Linked DNA regions of Gossypium hirsutum: region 1 is linked to region 2. A link is a contact called in public Hi-C data. All regions are on one chromosome and are shown on one strand. Each heading gives the region's core, a stretch centred on a gene start, on an enhancer-like site or on the middle of the called end of the contact. The rest is flanking DNA. Distances are from core to core; before and after follow the strand shown.

Region 1 (7,601 bases), core at 4,181-6,680, 540 kb before region 2:
GAAAGTTAGATGGATTGAATAAATTGATAGATATGGCGTATAGATAAATAAGTGTTCAATTGAACCATATGAGATATAAACCCAATTAGGGGCTCTAATCAATCCTCCCATAAATAATCTTTGGCAGATTGAAAAATAAAAAAATGAATTCTCATGACTTATTGAGAAGAAAATTGCATCTAAAAAATCAAAAGAAAACAATATTGTACAAAAGAAACTAACTCTCAAAATTAAAAATTTTATTAATCTTTATATGGGTTAGTAAATTATATCCAAATAAAACTCTCAACTATAATAAAACTCAAATTAATCTAAAAAAAATATAGTTTTAAACTAACTCCTAAACAACTTAAAATACTTAAAAAAATATTTTAAAATTCAGAATAAATGAATAATAAAATAATAAAACCTAATAAATACAATATTTGGCTCATATATAATAAAAATTAAGCCTAAAATTCGAACGCAATATCATTTAAATTTGAATTAAAGCCTAAAACTCATAATTTTTAATAACAATCTCATCCAAAATTTCTACTCACATAGTCTTCACTAAAACGATCATAATTTGAGTTATTGAACTCGAAATCGAGTGATTCAAAGTGCATTGCGAAACTAAGAGAAAAATATTCGTTCAATATTAAGACATATTAACCTAAAAATGCCCGGATCCCTTTCAAAAATGCACCGCAAATCGACTGATTATAACATTGCTAGGCATGTAGGCTTGATTAGGATCCTTGAAGTGTAATGTCTAAACTTGTTATCATCTTCCACATGGGCTTATTATCATGAATTGAGATTTTAAGTTCACAAATAAAATTAGGCCTTTTTAATTTATCATTGCTCCATATTGAACTCCAAAGTCCATTATTTTGAAGCTTGAATTCTTCTTCTCGAATTTATTTTGTGATAAAGTCTTAAACAAATAAATTGAGTTTTGGGCTCCGTTTGTTTGCTAGTAAAATATTTTCCGGAAAATACTTTCTAGAAAATGATTTACTTTTCTGGTGTTTGGATGAATCTGTGTAAAATATTTTCTGTTATTTGGCAGATTTCTTGAAAAATATTTTATAAAGGGTCTGTTTCATTGTTTATTTGAGTTTATTATATATATATTAATAAATTTATATTTTAAATTGTTTTTACATATATTGCAATGATTAAATAAATCAAATTAAATATGTAATAATACTCAATTATTAAGCTAGAATATTAACAGTCATAAATTGAAAACAACCAAAGTCAAATAAATTATTTGTAATTGTGTTATAAAAAAACAAAAAAACAATGATTGAAGAATTATAAATTAGCTTCCAAACCACAATTAATACTAGAAATTAATAATATTATCCAAATGCATAATTAGTAATACACCACATGATAACAACAACATTGCCCAAGTGCATAACTAATATTACACCACATTCAAGTATCAATATCTTCAACCTTAAGAAAAATTTTGAAGTCAAATTAAACTTAACATGTATATACTTAAAATTATAGTTTTCTACATCAAATTATTTGTGTGATCTTCTTAGGACCTTCAGAACATACAACAATGTTTTCATTTCAACAGCTTCTTCGAGTTCTTTGACCAACAATTAGTATTGGCTTATCTTAAGAAACCAACATGACATTAGGCTTGAAATACAAACAGTGCATTATCACTAAAATGCCCAAGAGTCTCTTTATCCTTGCCTTGCCTCTTATATCCAAACCAAACAAAGCCTGGATCTAACTCATGCACACCAAAAGACAAGATGGCAAACACAAGACATAGATCTAAGGATGTAAATATACTCATCCATTATATCATGGTTCTTATGGATAGAACAACATAAACTAGTAATAAATTGCTTATATTATGGAATGTCAAATTGCATCAGATGAGTTACATATAACCATGGATACTTATAATGGCATATTTCTAATACATCAAAAAGTACACTTCAAAAAATGTTTATTTGTGTTAGTAAGGAAATTGTTATTACAAGTAGTATAACTTGCCCAAGAGATGAACTATAAAACACAATAATTATTAGAAACCTGGACACAGGCACCCCAATAATAGAAAATGTGACTACCTGCTCCAAAGCAGCAAAATCCTCATTTTGTTTGGTAGAGTAAAAATCATGCTTCTTTTCTAAGATATTCTCATTAGCAACAATTAGCTTCGAGAGGTAGATTGAGCAGTCTACAATTAAGCCACAGAACATGCTATGTTGTGTCAGTTCCTTAGTAAAATAAAACGCTGAAAATATAGATAAACGGAAAGAAATTATGGTCATATAATTTATAAAACAAGCATATTCAATATGAATATTCAAAATGCTGCCTTCACTGGCCTTGCTTTGCAGTGAATTCTATGGAGATATTTTACTAACAAAATTTTCAGAAGAAATAGGATTTAAAACTGTAGAAACCTTCGAATAGCCATCATTTTCTTTTGACCTGGGTTCTTGAAAGTCGTTACTCATATCAATTAATTCTCAAGTTTAGCGACAAAGCTTCCACAAAAATCCCCCGCCTCTCCCCCTCTCGAACCAGATCAACAAAAACGAGATTCGAAAAATAAGCAAGAAAAATGATTACGAAATTATTTGCAACAGTTAAATGAATTCCAAAATTTCAAAATAAAAACAAGAAAAAGAATAAGCTAACGATGCAAAACCCAGAAACAAACAGATTTTAAATAAAGCATAAAAAAAAGCATAAAAAAGGAAGAAGAAGAAGAAGAAGAAGATTCTTCAACAGACAGATGAAATACAGAAAATAAAAAGCATAAAAAACTTACGTTGATTGAGATTCAGGAAGGGACAGATGAAGAACGAAAGAAGGAGGAACCAAATTGGTAAGAGTGGAGGAAGATGGAAAATGTTTTCCTGGCAAACTTGGATTTGAATCTTGTAATTGGGCTTTAAAAAACTAAGTCCATCTCCATCATGGACCTCGAATTGGGTTGGGTTGCTCGTATCAACTCCTACCTGGTCCACTACATATCTTTTGCAGAATTATGTTTAAATACTTGACTATAAAACTATTGAAAAAAATAAAAATAAATAGTAATGCATCCAATATTTATGGAAGTGATAATAAATTTCAAGATTGTACATCCAATTATGAAAAGGTAATTAATATAACAATATCCATAGGGGGTTGGTAGGGGCTCCGATCCCCCTAAAATACAAAATTGTTATTTAGACCTTTAATTTTTTTAATTTAAATTAGTAAAGATAAAATTACAGTTTGACTCCTTTAAAATGATAAAAATTAGATTTAATCTTTTAAAAATTATAAAAATATAGACTATAAAATATTAAAATTTCATTAACCCCTAAAAAAATTGTTATAGCTCCCCCTTATATGCGTACTACCCGACCGATTGCCATCCATACTGTATATATCATGGCAAATCATATGCAAAACCATTGAGCTGCCCTGCTGGAATTAAATTTCACCTGCATTTGATTAGCCTCCACTGAAACAAACAGAGCTAATGAGCTTTACCACTCTTTTTTATCAAATTCGTTTCGACCCTTAACCCAAATTCACTATTTATTTAATATAATTTAAAAATTAAATTTAAATAAAAAATATTTTTAATTAGTAAATAACAATTTGGAGCAATATATGTTCTTCTAAACCTATTCCTTTCTCTTTCAGGGAAACCTTTATCATTTGGAAATAAATTATTTTCTAATCGTTGGCCCAAGTTCAAGTAATCCAATATTGTTGACTCTGGATCGGGTCGGTATCTCTTCCTGCTAGGGCTTTATAAGTTATATATATAAATGGTGTAGATGGTAGAAATCCTTGCCAGCAATTGATTGCCGCCTCTGCATCCGGCTAGGGTTCAACGAATAACCGAGAAAGCGGCATCAAGTTTCCTTTTATCCTATCACCATGAGAGCCAAGGTAATGCTGTTTTCCTTTTTGTCTTAATTTGTTCTTATTTATACAATAGATCTTTGAATGATGTTTCATTTATGGCATCTTACATGATATGTAACAGTGGAAGAAGAAGCGCATGAGAAGACTGAAGAGGAAGCGCCGAAAGATGAGACAGAGATCCAAGTAGACAGAACCATCAGCCCCTCTGTTATACGAGGTTTCACAATGTCTTAGCTAATATCGGTGTACTTTTAGGGTCCACTTAGTTATCTGCCATTTTTATTTCAGTTTTAAGCTTCTTTTTTGTCTTGGGTTTCTATTGTCTTTCAAGTTGGTGCTAATCCGACTGTGGGATCATGTATCATTGTTGAGAACAGTGAATTGCAAAAAGCAGCAGATTTTAAGATTGGATTTTAATTTGAATTTCTCTTCTAGTCTCCAATATAATAAAAAAATTTCTCTGCTAGTCTCCAATATAGTAAAAAGAACCCTAGTAAATCGACTTGTTTTCGTGGGTAAACTAGCGAGAGCTAAAATGTTAAGATGATTGGGAGACTGAAACAGATGAATCAGAAATACAGAAAGCAGCAGCAGTGGCAGTAAATGGTATGCTAATTACCAACGAATTTCATGCAACAAAGATGCATTCCTTTAAATTTCAATGTCAGTATGTTTGCATGGGCACCTTACAATTAAGTTAATAATCTACCAAAGACTCTTTATTGGCATCTCAAAAATTAGGGTTGTTTCCTACTCTGTAAATTTTGATTCCATGGTCAAGTTTCCCATTGCGGCTTTCATTGTTGTTCCCAACCTCGATTCTTTTTCTTATAGAAGGGGGAAGCTGTGTGTAAATGCTCTGAATTTTCTATAGATAGGGGACTAAGGGAGCTGCCAGGTTTGCTAAAGAAAAAAAATGGATACATGAGAAAGGTGGAAATGAAACATGGATCTCATTGGATCATTTCAAGTTCGAGATCTAATTTATAGTTTAGCTCGAGCTCAAATGAATTGAGTTTAAGTATCTTTAAGAATTGGATCAAGTTATTTTTAAATTTAGGCTTAGTTTGAGATAAAAGTATTCTTAAATAAATTATGTTTTTAGAAAGTTGGTCAAAAAGTATTTTTTTCATAAGTTTAAAATTTTAACTTTTTTTTTTATTTTTTTCTCAGCATTCTTAAATTAATTTATCAATAAATGAATTTTTTATATTTTTAATTAAACTATTAATTTACCCAAAAATAAATTAGCTTGTGTAAATGAGTTCAATTTTATTTCAAAACGAGTTTTGAGTTTATAGATCATATGGTATTCCATCAAATTCAAACTAAATTTCGAGTAGCAAATTCCAAATTAGATTCTTAAACATAATTTCGTTTTAAATTTTATCTATACAAAATCATCTTCTCGAGATGATGTTGTTGGAAGGAGAGTAACCTTAAATATAAACAATTAAACCAACATAGGAGAATTATAAATAAATAAGGATTTTGTTCCCTTAGAAAGGCTTCCCCCTTGGGCCTTGACGCGGAAAGAGGTCCATTTCCCGGTAACCGAACAGAGACCGGGAGGGGTTCTTAAATCATAGCTATAAAATGTACTTACCTTCTACCCATAGATACTATGCCGATCGGCTATCGCACTTGAAGCTTGTAAGACAAGCCTCGGCATTTCCATCATAATCGAACAGTGCTTGGAAATTACTTACAACAATGGAAATGGACATCGATGGCGCCTGTAAACCCAAAGGTAGGTATTCCCCTTTTCCTGGTCCTATGATTCGATCCTATTCTCAGGTTGTATCATCGTACTCGTTACTAAACTTCTCCGTGTGTGCGCCCTTCTCTTCTTTGAAAAAGATGAAGAAGGAAAGGCAAAGGGGAAGCCAATCGTGGCGATTTTGGTGGGCGCACCAGGAAGCGGCAAGTCCACTTTTTGCGAGAACGTAATGCTGGCCTCTTCACGTCCCTGGGTTCGCGTCTGCCAGGTTTCTCTCTTTCTCTCGTTAATGGAAATCCGGTGTTTTGAGTGGAAATTTATGTGATGTTTTGACTCTTGATCCTTCTATTTTAAGAACAATGAATTGGAGCTGCTAGCAAGTGAGGTGTTTTAAATGTTAAAGAAAAGATTGATTTATTTACGCTTGCAGGATACTATTAATAATGGAAAAAGTGGGACAAAGCCACAGTGCTTAAAGAGTGCAGCCGCTTCATTGAAAGAGGGCAAGAGTGTATTTATTGATAGATGCAACTTAGATAAAGAGCAGCGGGTTGATTTTGTAAATCTTGGTGGTCCAGAAGTGGAAGTGCATGCTGTTGTGCTTGATCTCCCCGCCAAGCTTTCTGTATCCCCTATAGTCAAACGCACTGGGCATGAGGGAAATCTGCAAGGTGGAAAAGCTGCAGCAGTTGTGAATAGAATGCTGCAAAACAAAGAATTGCCTAAGCTGAGTGAAGGGTTTTCTCGGATCACTTTTTGCCGGAACGAGACTGATGTTGATGCTGCTATTAAAACCTACACAGCAGTCGGTCCTTTGGACACTCTTCCACATGGCTGTTTTGGTCAGAAGGATCCCAATGCCAAAACTCAACTTGGTATAATGAGGTTCTTAAAACGACCCCATGAAACTAATACTCGGGATTCTGTCCCTTCTCAACTTACTGAGGATAAGGGTCCATGCGGCAAAACACAAGAAACTGTTTCATCATCGTCAGGCATGGCTAGTCAGAAGATAAAGGTCAGTGAAGACATGGCGCCAGGTTCTATTAGTCAGGATGAATCTGATATTCCAACTCTGGCATTTCCATCTATTTCTACAGCAGATTTCCAATTTGACCTTGAGAAGGCATCTGATGTTATTGTTGGGAAAGTAGAGGAATTCATGGATAAGCTCGGTAATGCCAGGCTTGTTTTAGTGGACTTGACTGAGAGATCAAAGATTTTGTCTTTGGTTAGGGCTAAAGCAGCAGAAAAGAAGATCGACTCCAAAAGGTTCTTTACATTTATAGGAGATATATGTCAACTTTATACAAAGGGAGGTTTGTGCTGCAATGTAATAGCTAATGCTGCCAACTGGTAAGCCTTTTGTATATATAACATACTTTTCTAATATCTGGTAGCTAAGTGAACAAGTACAATAGTAACTTTTAGGCAGAGGAACTTTGCTGGTAGTTATTTTTCATCTTTCTGCGTCCTTCGGGTTCGCTGATATAGAACACCATGTGCACTAATGCTGTAGAGCTTATCCTCCAGAATTAATAATATCTATGAGGAAAGATCAGTCACCGGTTTTAACTATAATGTTGTGGAAGTTCATTCTGTCTACCTTGATGATGTTAACTATGAGCATACCAATGTCTGAAATCAAGGTATGAAACAATTTGTCTAACTTGATTTTGGACCATAAAAAACCTTCCGGCAAGTTTATTCTGTCTGAAATGGAATCTTTAATCTTCCTACTTTAGGATCTCACAAATAGTTAGATCAGATATCCAATAGCTATGGAAGTATTTCTGTCAAGTGTGAATGCATATCATACCTGCTTTCCAGTAACGTGAAACATAATACTTCTCACAGATTATACATATTTTTTTTTTCTATAAATGTAAACCAAGAGATTATTTTGTTCAGGCGTCTGAAGCCTGGAGGTGGAGGCGTAAATGCCGCAATTTTCAATGCTGCTGGTCCTGCCCTGGAGGCTGCAACC
Region 2 (6,660 bases), core at 3,714-6,213:
CTCTTTAGTACGGCCGAAGCATCAGCACATTTGTTGCCTTCTCAGAACACATGCTTCAAGGATTTCAAAGTCATCTTGAGAAGGAATATCGTCTTCATCAATCAAAGGTGACAATATAATATTAGTATCTCTATTAAAAAGCAATCGGCACACTTGTTGCCTTCTCGAAACACATGCTTCAAGGACCTAAAAGTCATATTATGAAGAAGTATCTTGCATTCATCAATCAAAGGTGAATATATAATATTAAAAACTTTATCATAAGGCAAATTGAATGAAGACAGTGGCATCCACTTCTATCATAAGATTAGCTACACATTAAGATCTCTATCTATTCCAAGGTAGTCTCTAAGGGTCTAGAATTTCAACAGTAGTGGCTCTAGGAATATGACGATGAGATCCTATCATCCAATTCCCCTTATGGTTTCTTATGAGGACTCTCGCTCCCGCTTTGCCGGAGTTATCGAGTTTGAACTAGTCCACAAGAGGCGGTTTCTAGGTAACTGGAACAAAACGAGGAGATTTCTTTGTCTGACAGCTAAGGAAAGGCCAAAGAATTCTCTCATTGCTGAAAGCACCCTATCAATAAACAATTTTTTAGGACAAGTACCTTGAAAGATCATCGCATAATGAACTTGCCATATCTCCCATAAATGAAAAGCAGACAAAACATTTCAAGGAAACTTAGGTTTCTGCATCCACATTTTATACAAGAGGTTTGCAGACATATGATCTTCCTAGCTATTAGCATGGGTCGAGGAGATCTAGGTAGTAGTGTAAGCACTAATCCGAAGTTAATTTATGACTTAGGCAACTCTTAACAGGTATTGTATCTCTTCCTGATCATTGGAATAAAGAGATCACAATTCCTCCATAAAGAGATTTCTATGTTGGAGGATAGATTTTGTTAGGATAATTTTGAGCCCACATTTTCAAATGAAGAATCATATTTTGAGGTGATCCACAATAAAAAAACATATTTAAAAACTACTCCATTTAAAGTTTTTATTATATTTTTTCAAAATTTTATCTATAATAAACGTTAAAGAATAAGAGTTAAAAAGTTAAAAAATTTAACCATTAATGCTCTGTTTGGTTGGTGTATTATTTTTTACTCATGTTTTCGTATATGATTTAATTAGTTCAATTGATAATATTTAGTCACTCATAATTTATTTTTAGCTAAGTGAAGAAAATTTTTTCACTTATTTTGGAGGTCTTGTTTTTACAAGAGTTTTACTCACCTTTTTATTTCCAAGTTTAAATTTATACTAACTATTCTTTATTTTATGTTTAACTATTGCAATATATATGTGATAAATAAACCTTTTTTCTAATGTAATTACACTAGTAACCAAATGAGGCATAAAAATTAAAATGTGACAAGTTTAGTAGAACAGAAGGAGTATGTATTTTAAGTGTGTTTTGATGTAACATTGAAAAATACATTTTATTGAAGTTGTTTTTAATGTTTAATTTTTAAATGCATTTGATAATGATATTAAAATTTTAATTAATACAAAAATTTCCAACAAAAACAATCTTTTGGTGTAATTAAAAAAAGTAATATTAACTTAACAATTAACTATATATTTTATTCATATAGATTGTGTATATGTTAATTTTTTTTAATTTAGGTCAAATTTCATATACACAATCTATATGAATGAAATATGACGATTAAATCGTTAAAATATTAATCACACAAAAATATACAAATTTAATTTTTATACCAATACAAGTGAATCCCTCTCTATATAATTATATTCAATACTTAATTTTTACTAATATATCAAACAATTTTTAATATAATTTCTTCATTTTATCAAACATCACCGACCACACTAATCAATAATAAATTAACATTTGTATTATAAATTAAGTGAACCATTTTAAATTAGAAAATAAAACTAAATGTATCAGAAAAGAAAACTAAAATTATTAAATTATGAGAAAATATTGAAAATAAAAAGGAAATCAAGAAAATTACTACATACAAAATTGAAAGACGTGGAAAGAAAGCATAGTTTTGAATGTTACAATGAGTATTGTTTAGTACAAATGCAGAGACTTACAAGATACTTATAATTTTGATGAGAAATATATGTTTTCGCTTGACACATAAAACAACTACATGAGTAGCATTTATAATTATCAAAATCTAACAAAACAAATCTAATATCATTGAAGCAGAAACTTTACAATTTGTAGAAGACTGGCAGGTTACTCCATGAACTTGTGGCAGGCAATGTTATGTGCACATATAAATATAATTTTGTATCAAAATCAATCTCATACATGCAAATAAGCATTTATTTTCAAGTACAATTGCAATCTATTGAGCTCAAGCTTTCCAGCATAAAATTCTTTAAACATAAATATAAATCATGTATTCTTTTCAGGTGAAAACTAGAGAAAAATTGTTAGTCTCCGTGCCGAGGAATGGATAATCCAAATCAAACAAACCAGAACCTTATAGCTCAAAAAAGAACCATCTCTATTTTTTTTGTTGACTTATCTCTTTGATTACACCGTCGGTTAGTGAATTGACATCATTATTCTTCCCGAAAAACTTCACAAATTCCATTTTTGGATCCATCAAGTACCTGCATATGCATGTCAGAGCAAGAATCAAGTCAGAAATCAGAGTCTTCCTACAAGCAGTGCATGAATGAAATGCCAGTGGCAGCCAATAAACTAATGTTAAAAGGTGCTGATAGGTTTAGGAACTTTATATTGGTGGCACACATGCCCACATTTACTAACATCGCTACCTTCGAGAGTCCCAAGAGTACCAGTCCTCACTAGGAAAAAGGTGAAAACCTTTTCTCATCTCATCTCCTAATCAAACAACTCTTGCCAGTAAACTACCATCTTTTTTCTATTTTGAGGTCTGCTATTTTGTGTTCATCAATGTCAACATACACCAATGCCTATTACTATACAGATCTCAATTACCAGTCAACAACATTGTAGGTCAAATCAAACAAAGCTAGTACTTACATGACTATGGAATGATCAACAAGGTAATCTGAATCTTCCTCTGCCGTCTTCATATAATAAACTCGATATGCACGAGCAACTTTCTTTATCTCGTCCGGTGTACCAGTTAAACCTACTAATTTTGGATGAAACTCTGCAAAAGTGGGAAAATAATTACAGGTAAAAGTTTCGATGAACCAAATTACAGTTGCATAAGCAAATTGACCAAAATACTTCAAAAAAATACTATGAAGTACCTTTCACATATTCACGTACTTGCTCAACAGTATCTCTTTCAGGATCAACAGAGATAAATACGGGCACAATGTCTATTCCAGCCTTTTCCTCTAAGAAGTGAAAACAAAAGAAGACACCAAATAGAAATTGAAGTTACTACAAATGGATCACTTGAGTTGTTTCTAGCCTGACAAATTCTTGTCTCATATTCTAGTTTCATTATAAATAAAGAATCACATTAGTTTCTTTGATGATATGCAAGTTTTTAAATAACTAAACATACAATTCATAATTTTATTTTCTGGCCAAGTGAAACTATCAGCAACTTACTTATTTTGTCAATAGCAGCAGCTAGCTTTAGCAGCTCATCTGGGCAGATATCTGGACAGTGAGTGAAGCCAAAATAAACCAAAGTCCACTTCCCCTTAAAGTCTTTCTCAGTAACACGTTTACCGTCATGATTTACAAGACTAAATGGACCCCCGATGGCTGCTTTTCCAGCTGATGGTCCTTCTTTCACAGCCTTTGAAGCATTACTAATTTCTGCAGTAGTAAAACTTCAAGTCTTCAACCAATACGAGCAGAAAAAGAAAAAGTGATATGATACTAGTAATTAGTAATTGAAAATTGGAGACATTTCATTCATCGCCTAGCTGAACCATAAGAACTCTTTTCTGCCAAAGTTCAATTCATTTTGACAACACTGCTACTCTTAAATAAAGCCTAAAAAACACATTGTGATGCCCAAACTTGCAAGTTACAACTTTTAAAAGACTATCTTGCATATTGTAGAACCATGGAACTATGACATTAACGATGCCCGAAGTCGCAAGTTATAACTTTTAAAGACTCAACTGTTTATTGTGATGCTCTCTTTCCCAGCAATGCAAAACCTTTTAACATAACTTACAACTCACCATAGAAGTGTACCTTCAATATGTCTTTTCTTTAGATTGTCGTAGTAAAAAATAATACCGATTCCAGTGGCAAGCAGCAAAAGAAAACTCAACCATGAAACAGGCTGCAAATTCCAATCCAATCAAAACAAGATTCGAAACTTTTTAATCCAAAAAAAGGGGAAGTTTCAGAAAGAGAACAAATTAAGAAGCCAAAAAGGGGAATAAAAATTGAAGTACCCCGCCGCGAACAGGCTTGCCTTCACTACCACTGCTCTGCTGCGAACCTCCAGTGTTTTGGGTCTCTTCAGAATTGGTTTTCGATGACGAAGACGATTTCTCTTGATTTTCGGTAGGAGTTGCGGTGGAATTAGATAAAAACCTTCCATAAATTCCCAAGGATTTGAATTCAGCTCCAACAGGAATAACCTGTGAACCACCAAAAAAGAAAGATGAGAGATTGAAAGGATATTCTGGGTAACTTTCAAAAGGAGAAGAAAGAAATGAGGAGGGAAACGAACCGGAGGGAAGGAAGGGAGAGATGGAGCGCAAAGAGAGTGGGGGGTTATGGTTGAAGATGGAATGGAGGATCTGAATTGGCTCAGACTGCGGGCATAAAGACACCGATTAAAGCTTCGTAAACGAGATGCGTTTCTCCAAATAGCAGTAGCCATGGGATCTTTCCAGTCTTCAACTTTTGCGTTTCGATAAACCCTACTGTACTACGAAAGGAACAGGGGTTTTGCAAATAAAGGGAATTAGACATCATTTTAATTAGATCTCAACTCCACATTTCCTGCTGTATTGGGCTACTTTGGGAAGATTTGGAGTAGAATCCAAGCCCCACAGCCTATGTCCATGTGTTTTTTTATGATTTTTTTTCAGAGCTTTAAAAATAATAATGGTTAATCAAATACTACCACAGACCTTGATTTATATTTTTATAAATTGATAGTTCTTATTAGAAGGGTAAATTATATTACTAACTATTTAATTATTTTTAGTTAATTAATTATAAAAAATTACAAAATAAGTATTAGGTTATTTAATTTTATCTTTTTTTTATTAGCTGGTCAACGGTGGCCACTTTAAAAATTAACATAATAATAATTTTAACTATCAATATTTATAAATTATGTAATTTTAATTTTAATTCTTAACTTTGAATGTTATTTTTAAAAAGAAGAAAAGATGAAAATTATTATCATGAATTTTTGAATGTTTTTCATTTTATTTTTTATATTTTCAACACTAATAAATTTTTTTAAAACTTTTTAAGTAAAAAAATCTTAAAGAATAATAAGATTATTAAAAAAATTTAAATTACACAATATGTAAATATTATTTCAAAATCAAGATTAAATTTACACAACATAAAAATTTTAAAGTATAAAGTTATTTTATGAAAATTTCAAAATCTATAATTATTAATAAAAAAAGATAAAATTTAATAATTGAATGATAATTTCGTACATTTTTATAATTAATTGACAAAAAAATACCAGTAGTTGAGAGATATAATTGTGTGGATTGATGAGGCCAATCCAATCAATAGAACGTGAAATCTACTGACATGAAATCAATTTTTTTTAATATTTTTATTTTTATCTTTTTTAATAAAACCAAAAAAACCAACTCAACCAATCAATCCAACCGAATTCTGCAAACATTAATTCAATCCAAACACGAAAATTTTAATTAAAGACCCAGCTACAACCACGCCTCCGAACCCAATTTGCATCATCCCATACAATTGAATCAAGTCGAAACCCGAAACACAATAAAATTGAATTATTTTGTCTGAAAATCTCTTGGAAGTCAATGGTGGTTACCAAAAATGTTTATAGGGAGAGATGATCATTGATGCTCACATCTTTTGCCTATGATGAACAAACATCTTCAACCAGCACTGCAAGAGAGAGTTCATTTGACTTTGAACTTACCTTAAATCACAAGCCACACATTTTAACCTCTTATTTCATCAATTTAACATCTGGAAAAGTATATAAACATCAAGACCGAATGAAACGAGCAAATGCCACTATCCAAAATCACAACGAGTTCCATGTAACATAATACTACCACCAGCTTGTCAATATCACTCATTATAAATGGGATATATATATGTATCATTGCATATTCAAAAAGAAAACTTCTCCTACATTATCCAATTGGAAGAGAATAAACCACCTTTGAAATACATGCAGCAGTACCATAACCAGTGGATTAGAGGTGCCAAATTACGCCCCTCTATTTCAGAAAATGGATTCATATAGCAGTACATAAGCTAGAGATTACCAAAACTACGAGAGGGTCAGAGCAGTTGTACGAATACGATCATTAGTTTTTAGACTGCAAGGAAAACAATATGTGGTTAGAAACAATAAAATATCCACCAAAGGTAAAGTTTTAATATCAAGTTAAATAATTACAGCCAACCTCCATGTTTTTCGAGATTTCTTTCATTTGTTCAGCGAGTTCTTGCCTCTTCTTCTCAGCTGCATGCACCAAAGCCGGCAATTAACATCAGCAAGGTCTTTCGTTG

Evidence for each region. A called contact is a pair of places that touch in the nucleus more often than the background predicts.
Region 1: a Hi-C map of leaf shows a contact between it and region 2, with 2.5 times the contacts expected there. The contact joins the promoter of LOC107899563 here to the promoter of LOC107948946 in region 2. A contact is called at or near these places in 2 of 34 Hi-C or Micro-C datasets (callus and leaf).

What each region holds. Positions count from the first base shown.
Region 1 is chrA04:78,135,616-78,143,216 of Gossypium_hirsutum_v2.1, reverse strand. It overlaps LOC107899563 (transcription factor bHLH140), which reads left to right and starts at 5,430. Exons shown (of 6, transcript XM_016825317.2): 1 at 5,430-5,644; 2 at 5,755-5,882; 3 at 6,045-6,970; 4 at 7,526-7,601. The coding sequence starts at 5,608. LOC121228170 (a long non-coding RNA gene) reads left to right here and starts at 3,468. Exons shown (of 2, transcript XR_005925700.1): 1 at 3,468-3,918; 2 at 4,016-4,311. It overlaps LOC121228171 (a long non-coding RNA gene), which reads right to left and starts at 2,967. Exons shown (of 2, transcript XR_005925701.1): 1 at 2,427-2,967; 2 at 1,847-2,197.
Region 2 is chrA04:77,596,087-77,602,746 of Gossypium_hirsutum_v2.1, reverse strand. It overlaps LOC107948946 (protein SCO1 homolog 1, mitochondrial), which reads right to left and starts at 4,963. Exons shown (of 7, transcript XM_016883621.2): 1 at 4,637-4,963; 2 at 4,356-4,544; 3 at 4,150-4,240; 4 at 3,550-3,762; 5 at 3,240-3,329; 6 at 3,004-3,136; 7 at 2,240-2,606. The coding sequence starts at 4,789. The coding sequence ends at 2,498. It overlaps LOC121203000, which reads right to left. Exons shown (of 6, transcript XM_041111412.1): 4 at 6,555-6,613; 5 at 6,414-6,467; 6 at 5,789-6,024. The coding sequence ends at 6,456.